Regions from separate parts of the Mus musculus genome. Here region 2 is linked to region 1. A link is a contact called in public promoter capture Hi-C data. All regions are on one chromosome and are shown on one strand. The core of a region is the stretch at or near the end of the contact, and the rest is flanking DNA. Distances in the headings are between cores, read along the strand shown. Region 1 holds the start of Gstt2 (glutathione S-transferase, theta 2). Region 2 holds the start of Gatd3a (glutamine amidotransferase like class 1 domain containing 3A).

What was found. Promoter capture Hi-C pulls out the DNA fragments that hold promoters and counts their contacts.
Region 2: a promoter capture Hi-C map of liver shows a contact between it and region 1, with 5 times the contacts expected there. The contact joins the promoter of Gatd3a here to the promoter of Gstt2 in region 1. A contact is called at or near these places in 5 of 39 promoter capture datasets (cranial neural crest, embryonic stem cells, liver and 1 more) and 1 of 9 other capture datasets (liver).

The regions. Positions count from the first base shown.
Region 1 is chr10:75,833,047-75,839,551 of GRCm38.p6, reverse strand. It overlaps Gstt2 (glutathione S-transferase, theta 2), which reads left to right and starts at 4,671. Exons shown (of 5, transcript NM_010361.2): 1 at 4,671-5,377; 2 at 5,813-5,900. The coding sequence starts at 5,266.
Region 2 is chr10:78,166,777-78,172,968 of GRCm38.p6, reverse strand. It overlaps Gatd3a (glutamine amidotransferase like class 1 domain containing 3A), which reads left to right and starts at 3,214. Exons shown (of 7, transcript NM_138601.3): 1 at 3,214-3,374; 2 at 3,544-3,596; 3 at 4,047-4,160; 4 at 5,455-5,574. The coding sequence starts at 3,240. Pwp2 (PWP2 periodic tryptophan protein homolog (yeast)) reads left to right here. Exons shown (of 21, transcript NM_029546.2): 21 at 835-2,059. The coding sequence ends at 1,009.

The DNA of each region.
Region 1 (6,505 bases), core at 3,422-5,921:
TCTTGCAAGGTCCTTTCTGAGATGTTACAGGTACATTTTTGACAAAGTTGTTTGTGGCTGACTGTCTCTTTCCGCTGTAATGTTCCCCACCCACTCCCACCCCTCGGCCTCTTGTCCTGTGGCAGTGGGAGCAGGTAAAACTGAGCACTCATTTTGTGTGGGCTCAGTGGGACATCCGTGTACTTTGAGGTCACTTTCTTATGACTCAGAATCCCCCAGTCACACGAGGGAACTGGGGCTGTGGGCTGACGCTGAGGTGACAGGATTGGAGGGGATGCAGCGTGACATCTATATGTACTTTGAAGTCATTGTGTCATCCTAGATTATTGGAGTTACCCACGTGCATAAATAAACTTTAGGGGACGTACCTACTGCAAAAGACTCTGCTCAGAGCCCTCACAGGCTCACGGCTCAGCCTCCAACTTTGATGGTTCTGAGAGGGTTACCCGTAATGCCACTTTCTAAGATAGCATCTGCATTGTATCGTCCATGAAGCTCCCAGATTCTAATGAACCACAGTTGCCTGCTGTACTCCCTCTGCCCACCCCAAGTCACACATGAGGAAACGGAGGCCCATGCTGGCATTGACAGGACTGAAGGTGATGCGTAAGATGACCTGCTTTTTTGAGATGGCCCTAGTTGGTGACAAAAGGGAGAGCTAGCTCTCAGATCAACCCTTTTCTTCCCTATCCCCCGTCCCCCAACATCAGCTGCCCGCCTCCGAGCAGAGCTAGAAAGACCTTGGTCACATGGTTTCCTTTGAAGGACCCTCTTGGCTCGGTCCAAGCGGGAAAGGACTGAAATTTGATTTGCTCAAGGTCACTCAGCTAGTAACTGACAGGACCCTTATTTCAAATCCAGGAGCATGGGCTAAGGGCACTGGTGCAAAGAGAGGGCATAGAGACACCCCCTCCCCCTCAAACTGATGAATCTCTCTTGGCAAATGTGGAAGTGAGGACGATATGATAGCAACAGGCTGCAACTACAAATTATATCCAACTATTTTTCTCTTCAATGTTTCTCAAAACCCTGGGAGTAGGAGTTTCTCTAGAAATCGGAGACCCAACTGCTCTCAGTCTATCACTAGATCTCTGAAACCACCCCTGGAAGGAAGGAAATAATGTGATAATTTAGGGAGTAACAAAGCCACCTAAGAAAACTTGAGGAGCTCGGTGACTTCCTATTAGGATGTCCCCCAGCAGGGGCCATCCATCAGTGTGGCTGGTTCACCCAAGGTGTCTTGATATAAGATGTACAAAGTAGGAACATGAGGACAGGGAGAGAGTGTCAAAGCCCTGTAGTGGGACGGCAGCGATTCTGATATGGCCAAGGGCACACTTCTCTAAAAAGCCCTGCTTGCTTCTAGACTGGACCTCAGGGGTAAATCTTTTTCTATCTCGAATTGGCATCTGGCCACCTTTTCCCTCCTTTCTATAGGTAAAGATCTCACAGCTAGAGGTACATTCCAGTGTGATTAAAATGGAGACTCAGAGATCCGGAAAGAGCTGTGGGCAAAACTTCCAGCCACAAGAGAAAACAGCCATCCTGACTTCCTCACGTTTCAGAGCCGGACTTCAATCCTAAGAGTTTTCTTTGCCCGTTTTCGCCTCCGACCCCACCCCGCTTTCCTGCTCTCTCCTGATCCTATCGTGCACATTAAAAAAATGGCTTTGCCAGAAAACTCGGTTTACAGGAGTGGGAGAGCGTGGGTGAGCACTGTTTTAAGCTTTACCAAAGCTTCCCCCATTCTTTTTCTTCCCCCTTTTGCCCCACTTCCAATCCCGGTTCCCATCTCCAGGGATCTTGCATAGTTCCTTCCAAAAGACCCAGCCTGCACCAGGTTCCTAGGAAAGGCCTGAAGTGCCTGAAGTGCAGGCTCTGCTGGAGTCTCTATTCCCAGCCTTCCGCGATTGGCCAGCTTCCCTCCTTCCCTTCCTCCCTCTGCTCCCGTTGCGGGGAGTTTCCCCACAATCAACCCTTCCAATCCGGGAGGCAATGACCTCTAGAGGTTGTGGCAGCTAGTCTACTGCCCCTAACGGACCAGCTCACGCCCGTTGCTCGCGTGAGCAGTTGCCAAGGCAACCAACAGGCCGCTGACTCTCCTCCCTGCAGTGTAGGATTCCCAGCATGCTTTGCGCAGCGGACTCTCGGAGGAGGGCGGGAAATGCTGCATTTCCCAGAAGCCCCTTCGTGGGGTAGTCCTCTGAAGTAGGGAGCCGAGGGTAACTCTCGGACGCCCACCCTGGTGGTAGGTATGGGAGCTGGCGTTCAGAGGAGAGCGGCTGTCCAAAATTCTTGTAGCTGGTTTCGTGGTTTGCGTTTGCGCTGTTCACTGAGGTACGGCTGTGTGACGAGAGACGAGGAAGATGAATGACCCAGTGGTCACACTACAGCAGTTTGCAATCTGTTATAAAGAACATTTAGAGGATATCTAATGTTTTGATGATTGTAAGATCATATTGTGCATGCCAGTCAGATAATCCGCATCGTGGCTCCTGAATCCATGGCTCAGGGAACATCACAGAAAGGCTGTAAGAACCAGAATACCAGGAAGTCTGATGCGAAACAGTCTCTAGAAATGGCTGTACAAACTATACTGGAGCAATGGCAATATCTATGGACATGTTAATGTTGAAGGGAGAAAGTCTCCAGGTCCCAACCCTAGACAAAGAACTATTGGCCACTAATAGAGAAGAATTAGCCTCTCATAGGAATGAACTCCTTAGTTGGTTGTCCAATGCAGAACTGTCAGCCTTGAGTTTATATGTACAAACAAAAAAATAGAGCTAGCAGGTTTATATAATCTGTGCACATACACACATATGTATGTAACAATAATAATTTAAAAGATGAGAAGAGCTAAGAAAACCTAGCCAGAGGCCAGGATGGTGGTACACACCTTTAATTCCAGGATTGAAGCAAGAGGATCTCTGTGAGTTCAGAGTTAGCCTGTTCTACATAGTTAGTTCCCTGACAGCCAGCCTATATAGACAGACCCTGTCTCAATGAATAACAACAAAATTTCCTCAAACAAATTAGCTGTTTCCACAGAATGAGGTCAACACGTTTGAAGACTAACTATTCTCTGGCAGTCAGCCATTCCAACTTTTATTCCCACCACTTCAGTAACCACCGTTCGGTGTGATTTGTGAACCTTGGCTTCTCTTCAGTTTTTTTGTTTGTTTTGTGGTGTGGAGGGTTGAATCCAGGGCTAGGTTCACTGATGCTAAACAAATGCTGTGTCATGAAACCAGGTTCTAGCTACTGATTTTCTTTGTCCTGTTTGTCAGATAGGCTCCCCCTAGGTGGCCCAGGGTATAAACTGCCAAACCCCACTGCCATGAGCAACATACTTCCTGTAGCAAGCAAGGTGCCACAACCTAAAAGCTACATAACCCACACAAAACAGACCACCAGCTGGGGTCTGTTCATACACTAGGTTCAAACGCAGGAAACTATGGGCTGTGGGGAGGTGGGGCGGGGGCGGGCATTTCTCATTCAAACTACCACTCACTCTGGCTTTAGGTATCTGACAATCAAGATGAAAACTATTACCAGTCAAAAAGGGAGGGTAGCAAAAAAAAAAAAAAAAAAAAAGGGGTATTTTTGTCAAGATTCAAGGAAGCCCTTTTTTTGGGGGGGGGGAGGGGTTAAGAAGCCGGAAGAGAGGATGAGATGGAAGAGGGGAGTGAGGCAGCCAAACCAGTTCCTTGCCAGTGTGGGAGGGGACTCTCCGGAGAGTAGCGAAGCAGGTACCTGAGTCTGCAGGGTGAAAGCCGGGGGGGGGGGGGGGGGGGTGTTTCGGGGCGGGATTCAGGGGTCCATCCATTCAAGAGCCATATCTGATCCCGTGAGAGAGGATGTCTGACCTAGGGGAAGCACGTGAAATAAACAAGGCCAGGAGACTTCTAGGGGCCAATCACATCAGAGGGCTTGGGTGGGTACAGTCATCTTGGATCACATGCTCTCCCTACCGAATTTGCACGAGCAGAGCCACGTGCGGTGCAGGGCTGCAGAAGAAGCTCCTCTGGGGACAGCTTTGTGTTTTTCAGAATCCTTTTCCTCAAAAAACAACACCAGCTTATTTAGGTAAAAGGGCAATTTGGCTTCAGACGGTTCTGGCGGTGGGAGGGGCGAGGGGAGGGGCCACTTGAGAGAGCTCGGTTTGAGCCTACTGGCTACCACAGCTCCTAGCTATCAACTCACAGGGTAAGACTGGTTCTATGGCAAATGCCTGTAGTCCTAAGCACTTGGAAAATGAAGTCGAATTTGAGGCCAACCTGGACTATATGAGTCCCTGTTTCAAACAAAACAAAACAAAACAAAACAAAAAATAGCCAACCAAATGAATCAAACAAACATAAATTCCCTGGAAAGCCAGGCAGGATAGGTCTCACCTGGGAGTCCCAGACATTCAGGAAACTAAGACAGGAGAATCAATGGAGCAGAAGGGTTTGAGGCCAGCCTGTGCTATAGCAAGACCCCTACCCCTCAATGTCAAAAAAAAAAAAAAAAAAAAAAAAAAAAGAAAGAAAGAAAGAAAGAAAAAAGAAAAAAAGAAAAACGCCCAGGGAAACATTCTGGTGCCCGATATGGCCCACGGGCTATAGCTACTCTAAAAGATTCAGATAAAGCCAGTGATAATGGGCACCTCTTTTCCCCATCGGAAGATGCTACCGTGGAGAGTGTTGGAGGCGGGCGAGAGAGGTGGTCCTGTGACTCCTTCAAGCTTTGCTGCCCAGCCTCACAGATCTGGGGAGGTCCAGTGTTCTTAGACGACCTGTTTTGCACGGGGCAGCTGGACCAACCACAGTTCTTCCTTAAGGCAAAGTTTCTAGCAGCCTGCAACAAGCTTCACCCGTTAAAGAAGGATCAGCGATCAGCCTCTAAGATCCCCTCCTGCAGTAACTGAGAGCTAGGAGCTGAGCGGTCTAGTTCCCCGCAAACGACTACGTCCACAGAACTCTGAGTTGGGTCCACGAAAGCCCAGCTAGGCCATTTCCGCGTCCGGGTGAGACTAAGGTCCTGGGCTGGATTCCTGGCTCCACGGTCCGCTGGAGCAAATCGCATAAGTCAGTCTGAGTGCGCGCGCACCTCAGCCCTGCTTTTGGTATAAAGTCCTCCAAAGCGTCTCCCTCCCCAAGATCAGCAGGTGTCAGCTATCCAGAGGAGGAAATCGTTTGGCTTGGCCAACTGAGGCTGTGCTGGACCCCAGCTTGCTGTTATCGAACGCAGTCGGCACACCATCTTGTGTCGCTACCGGCAATGGGCTTGGAGCTCTACCTGGACCTGCTGTCACAACCCAGCCGCGCTGTCTACATCTTCGCCAAGAAGAATGGCATCCCCTTCCAGACGCGTACCGTGGATATACTCAAAGGTTGGCACATTTACCCCTAGACCATGTCAGTCCTTCACATTCTGCCTGGGTACAATCTCCCCATCATCTGACCCCCCCCACCCCCAGCGCCGTCCACCAAGGAATGCTCTGCTCTCTTTGGAGTGGTCTTAGTCAGTTCAGAGCCCTCTTTAAACGTAACTTCCGCTCTGACAAGAGAGACTTTTTGTCCTGGGACGTGGGGAGAAAAATGAAAGATTCCTACAGTTTCTGCTTTGAAGGCACGCAGTGTTTAGATTCACAAAATTCCGGAGACTTTGCAGGGAAGAGACACATAGCTGAGCCACCTCTGTGCCTCTGGTTCCCGGCCCATCCGGATTTTGGCCGTTTCGACCTTGCTCTGGTTGCAAAGAGAAAGGGGAAAATAGGAATACTGCTTGAGTCCTTGCACGCATTTTCTGGCTTCTTCCTTCCCAGGGCAGCACATGAGCGAGCAATTCTCCCAGGTGAACTGCTTAAACAAAGTTCCTGTACTCAAAGACGGAAGCTTCGTGTTGACCGAAAGGTGCAGCTGTAAATATACCCAGAGCCCTCACTACCTCCTCCGGCTCCCTTTGGCCGCCCCACTTCCGTTGGAGTGGGGTGCGGGGCGGGGCCCTGGCCGACTCCGACCCTAGGCTGTGAGGGGGCCTGGCTAGAGCAGACTCTGTGGGAAGGGGTCCTGGAAGACTAGAGGGCTGATCCAGCATGTCCCTTGCTTCTGTCCTGTTTCATCTGCTGGACTCCCCCCCTCCCCCTCCAGGCCTCCCTATCCTGATTGAGGGGTATTGGAAGGCGACAAGGGGACGATTGTCAAGGGTTAGGGAAAAAAAAATGTAGATTCAACAAAGGACTAGGAAGGGCTTCTCCTAACTTCCTAGATGTCCTGTTTAATCCGCCAAAGCTTGGCCCCGGAGACCAATGAAAGGGTCAGGGCTCACAGACTGTTTGGTTCTCCCATTAGAGTCTAGTGTCAGAGAGCTAAAAAACAAAACAAAACAACAACAAAAAAAAACCCACAAAACAACAACAACCACCACCAAAAAAGAAAGGCGGAGAGAAAAAGGTCTGGCCAGGGGTCAGTGTCCACGACATCAAAAAAAGAGGCGACCTGGAGAGGGGCAGAGCTCT
Region 2 (6,192 bases), core at 1,965-4,464, 2.3 Mb before region 1:
AGCTAGAATAACCTCAAGTGTATCCTCCTCCCCCAGCCTGCTCCTTCAGGTAGTTTTTGGTGGCCTGTGACCCATACATCCCCATATCATCTATCTGTCACTGAGCAGTTGCTATGCTATGTGTTCCTGCCAGGCTTATAATATGCTTGTCTGCTAGTCTCTCCATACAGAGTCTCTGAGAGAGGCTGGCACTGGGGCACTGTGGTCCCATAGCCCTCCCGATTATCTTTACAATGCTTCTCCAAGTCACAAGCAGACCCTTCCTCTTCGTGCCCTTTCCTTCCTAGAGTCCTGCCTGGCTGCAGGAAGACTGGTGTTGGAGGTGGCTTTACTAAGGTGTGGATCTGCTTAGCAAGGTGCATGGTGCCAATCTTTCCCTGGCTGGCGCGCCTGTGACTCCACAGCTCCTTAAGAGAGTACTCTTGCCCCTCCATCTCCTTCTGAGCATTGCTGCTGTCTGGTTTATGTCCAAGGCATTGGCATGACTGGCTTTGTGAGGTTTGCGAGGCAGCCCTGTATAGGTCGCATGACACCCACAAGTTTAATGTGCAGCTGTTCCTTTCTACTGGCTTCTGCCCCACTCATGGTTCTGGGAGATAGGGCCAGAAACGTGCCCTTTGTCCTGTGAATGTGGAGAATCAGCCCCCTGCCTCTGTCAGTGGAATGCCTCTGTAATGGAAGGGCCAGCAAGGAGAGCAGGCCAGATGCTGCACTACACCGGGTAGAGCTGGAACTGAATTAAGGAGGGAATAAGTTTTGGGGACAGCTGCACCTGATCCTGCTGGTGGCAGCCGAGCAGGATGCTGGTGCTGACCTAACGCCTTCTGTCCCCAGCTGTGACTGGAACCGCTTCAACATCCAGTACGTGCTGGCAGTTTCCAAGCAGCGGGGCATGAAACGCACCCTGGAACCTGTGGACACAGAAGAGGACTCAGATGCATCTGATGAGGACAGTCTGCACCTACTCAGAGCTGCAGGTGAAGAAGAGGAAGAGGAGATGCTGATATAGAACCATATATTTCACGGCCTGATTGGCTGGAGATGAAACCACTGTGCTCCTGGGCCCAGGAAGTGGGAGGTGCCAGAGACCCCGAGACCCTCCAGCCCGGACTCTTCCTGTGAGACTGCTCATGCTGCCATGAGACAGCAAGCCAACCTTTCAGGGCCGGGACCAGGATACAGCGGGCACACTTATGCTTTGGGCCCAGAATGCTTGCGTTGTGGATGGCCCTGCACAGACTTCCTAGGGAAGGTTTAGAAGTGTGGACTTGCAAACTTTCTGTCAGAGTTATTTATATTTTTAATACGATGCTCTAAGGATGAATTTCGGGTTGGGAAGAGCTTTTTTGTAAATGTGAGGACTTTGCTTCTCAACTTTGAGTTTCCGGTGTTTCTAATGTGTCCTGGGTGAGACATTGTCTTCAAGTAAGCAGGGAGATCGGTGACTGCTCGGGCCTGTGGCCCTGATATCTGTAAGTAGTGAAGAAATGGTGTGTGCTGGGCTGACCCCAGCGGGTGGCTGTGACAGCCCAAGGCTGGCCAGGGAAGCTTGGACTGATCTTTGCCAGTATGTACAGGTTATGTGGGAGAAGGGACATGCCTGAGTGGTGCTTTACCGATACTTCCTGTTCATGGGGTTGACCAGGCCCAGCATGTCACTCGCCAGTGAAGAGACCCACAGGTGCCAACTCATGCTGATAACTATTCACTGGCCTCTGTCCAGGCCACAGGAATGGATCTGTGTGGCACCTGGTGCACTGAGAGCCATTAGCTGTCGCACCCTTGTCATACTCAGGATACACTGATACTATACTGTCTTGGTCACCTGGAACCCGCTCAGGCTTGAACACCGTTATGGGGAGAAGCCAGAGCTTAGCCTGGTGTCGCCAGGTTTCCTGTTCTGCAGAGCATTTCTCTGTGTAGCTTGGGGTAGAAAAGGAAACTGCTTCTTATGTGCCCAGGGACAGCCAGGCCCCTGGCCGCCCAGACAAGGACCCGCTTGTTTTGGTGCCATCTTGGGATCCCCATCTGCAGTACAAATACAGTTTTATGAAGCTTTACTGGTTTTGTCTGTGTGTGGTATGAATGTGGAACTGAGGGCCCAGGGAAGGGCAGGCAAGTAGTGCTGAACCATGCTTCAGCCATCACCATACATCTCATACATCTCATCCAGTTTAATTCTCATACCAGAAACTGGGCTCAGTTTGGAGTATTTTACAAGTCTGCTCCGTGGTAACCATGCCCACTCCACCCCTGTGGACAGCCAGATGCAAATTGCCTGACACTGCTCCACCCCTCCCCCCAACTACTGTCCCCTGAAACTGAATAATCCCTGACTCGCTGTAATGGTGTTGGGCCACCAAACCCACTTCTGTATGCTCCCTGGCTTCTGCATATACTGTGCATCCCAGGCCTAAATGTCTCCTAAATGTGAAAGGGTTCCCATCTTAAGATGGGAACACCCAGCAGCTAATTATCCCTAGGAGTTGAGAGAAGCCAGGTCACCTTTGACAGCCTTCACTGTGGCTAGGGAGAGGCAGTGAAACTCTGGGAGTTATCTGGTCATTACCCCGATGGACACCGGACTGTATGCAACTATAGCAATCACATTGATTCAAAATAGGAAATGGAAGGTACGATGCTCAGCTCAGCTCTTCACTGAATCGTGACTGGCAGAACTGTGGCCTGTGAGGAAGCTGCAGAGGTACCCAGAACACAATGGCAGGAGCAATTTACGATTGCACCGTGAGGGCGCGGGGCTTGCTCTGACCCCGTTATTTAAAATCAGTTTTTAGTCATTGCATAGACTGGAATTGCAATAGGTAGTCAAGGTGGCCTACACCAAGATGAGCGCCCTTCAAACATTAACTAGGCAGACCGGGCCGCTCAACAAGGTCGATCGCAGGAAGGTCCTAACCTGGCATACTTGCTTGCTTGCCCTCTCAAAACCGAGAAGAGGCGTGTCCCAGCTCGGTCGGTCATTGAGCTGGAGAAGTCCAGCCAACCGGTCTCTTAGGTGAGGGGGGGCGTGTCCTGAGATCTGTGGCCCCTCCCTCCCGCTAGTCCTCCAGGGAAAAAGGTGCTGGGTTTCCCGTACGCCGTCGGTCACTGCGCAGGCGCGGCCCCACCCACTGGCCCTCTCCAGAAAGGGGTTGTTACGCGCTCCTCCATTGGCCAGGCGCGACCCCGCCCCACGGCGCACGTTCTCCTGACACCACTGTGGCTGGCTGCCCTTCGTGATGGCTGCCGTCAGGGTTTTGGTGGCGCCAAGGCTGGCTTCTGCGCTCCTACCGCTCTCCAGATACCACCGGGCTCCCTCCCAGCGCGCAGCCCTTCACAGCTCCGCACCGCGGCCCGGGGCCAGGGTGGCGTTGGTGAGTGCAGAGCCAGACTCCCAGGCCGAGTGCCTTCCCTTGCTAGGTCCCCGCAGCCTGGGGTCGACCAGCTGTCCGCCCAAGGTCGGCTCTTGGTGGGGTTCAGCCTCCCCTCCCTCGGTAATTGCGTGTTGGGCCCTCGCCCTCGTCAGTGCCTCTCTTCCTGCAGGTGCTGTCGGGCTGTGGAGTCTATGACGGAACCGAGATCCATGAGGCCTCAGCGTAAGTCCTCAGAGTTTGTAAACACTCTCTTGGTTTAAAAGGCAGAAATGGCCAGAGGGTGACCAAGCGCAGTGGGTTCACATCGTGATAAGTCCAAAGCCAAAGTTAGCACAGCCAAGACACAAAAGATGCCACCCGGACCCTGGGTGAAGGCAGAATGCCTGGCAGCAAGCTGGGGTCTTGAACATACCCAAAATGCAACACCTGCGGAGTCAACAACCCTCGCTGCTCATCAGTCAGTAAAAGGATGCCTTGCCTACTTATTCTGGTTCTACCCTTACCTTGCAGAAGTCTGTAAGCGGCAGGAGCCGTGCCTTCGTAAAAGCAACTAGGTGTCCTATAAACTAGGAATTCCCCAGCACTTGGTGCCAGTCCATCTGTAAAATCGTCATGCTGTGAGGCCGGAGGACACATTTGGAAGTGATGTCTTTGTGGATTTTCTTCATATAGGATCCTGGTGCACCTGAGCCGAGGCGGGGCTGAGGTCCAGATCTTTGCTCCCGATGTCCCTCAGATGCACGTGATTGACCACACCAAGGGGGAGCCTTCTGAGAGGGAAAGCAGGTATGGGTAGGGAAAGGACCTTACAAGAGCCCTGTTCCCATGAGCAGCTCCTGTACTGTAGCCTTCCTGATTATGTGATCAAGTGTCTGTCCCTCAAAGCAACTGTCATCCGGCTGTTCTGGAAATACATGGCCATGGGCCAAATGTTTCTGACCTCCCCGTGACCGTTACAGGGGTAGCAGTAGCCTTTGGGTGTGAGGTGGTCATGCTCTGCTCTGGCTAGTCCCTGTGTGGTACTGTGTTCCCTTTATCTTGTTGCTTTGTTTTTGGCAGGGAGGGGTTGTTTGTTTTGTTTTGTTTTCCCAAAGTTTCTCTATGTAGAGAGACTGTCCTGGAACACACTCTGTAGACCAGGCTGGCTTTGAACTCTGATCCTCCTGCCTCTGCCTACTGAGTGCTGGGATAAGAGGCATACTCCACCACTGCCTCGGGTTTTTGTTTTTGTTGTTTGTTTGAGACAGAGTCTGTTTGGCCCTCACAGGCCTGGAACTCACTATATACAGACCAGGGTGGCCTTGGATTCCTAGAGATTCTCTTGTCTTTGCCTCCAAAGTGTTGGTGGGATCAAAAGCAGTTGACTCTATGCCCAGCACAACTACATTTTTTTATTTTAAAGATTTATTTATTTGTTATATATAAGTATGCTGTAGCTATCTTTAGACACACCAGAAGAGGGCATCAGACCCCATTATAGATTGTTGTGAGCCACCATGTGGTTGCTGGGATTTGAACTCAGGACCTTTGGAAGAGCAGCCAGTGCTCTTAACCACTGAGCCATCTCTCCAGCCCACAACATTTCTTATCTGAGGCTTGGTTGCAGGGTAGGGGCTGAGACTGAAAAGGTAAGAGAGAGGAACTGCAATTTAACTACCAAGGCTGTCTTTAGGGAGTTCCTCTTCTGTCTAGAACCCTGGCCCCTGAATCTAACCCCTCCCTCCTGTTGTACAACTGTATATGAGGTTGCATCTCTATCTGATGTTCAGGTGGCTTTGGGCATCCTGAAAAATGGCTTCTTAGGCAGCCCCTCCCTGGTGTGGAGGCCTGGATTCTGCCTGCTGTGGATACTTGGTGGGCCTCCAGTTCCTGCTGACCCCAGCCTACAATGCCTGTTGTACTTATAGCTCACTAGAATCCACTGTCACTGCCTCCAGGTGTTGCCTGGGAGTGCTAACTAGAAGCATCTAGTCTCCATGCTCACTTGAGGCTGTGAGCCAGTACTAGGGCGAGCCCACCGCGCTGCCTGTGTACCAGCCATGCTTGCACGTTGATCCTTTGTGCCATCTGCTCTTTCCAGGAACGTTTTGGCAGAGTCAGCAAGGATTGCCCGAGGCAAGATTACCAGCCTGGCTCAGCTCAATGCTGCTAACCATGATGCTGCCATTTTCCCAGGAGGCTTTGGAGCTGCCAAAAACCTGTGCGTGTCCAAGAGTAAGGGTCTACACCACACATGTATCTGCTCTTTTACAAGGGGTGGGCTGGGGGCATTTCAGCGAGATCACCAGGGCGATCTTTGCTTCCTCCTCTGAGCCTTCCAGTGCCTGGAAGCTGTCAGGGTGGGCTGAGTGGCTTGACCTCCGTGCTGGGAGTCAGGTCCCCAACACGCTCTGCTGCTTGTCCTTGCAAGTGTCGGCTCTCACACAGAGCTGTTCTCCCTCTGTGCTGCTGTGAGGAGTGACAATGGCCCCCATAGGCTCAATCAAATGTTTGAAAGCTTGGTCCCTGTTTGGTGACACAGTTTTGGAAGGATTAGAAGGTATGACAGTGTTGGAGGAGATGTGTCACTGGGGGTGGGCCTTGAGGTTTCAAAAGTGAACTGTAGGTCCAGTGTGTGTGTGTGTGTGTGTGTGTGTGTATCTCCCCATCCCTTCTTCCCCTCCGCGTCCCTCCTTGCCGCCCTCCATCTTGTGGATCAGATGTAAGTTCTCTCAGCTTCTGCTCCAATGACATGCCGCTTGCCTGCCCGCTTCCATGCTTCACACCATGGACTAACCCCCTGAAACCATAAAAGTGCCTTCTTATTCAAGTCACGTTG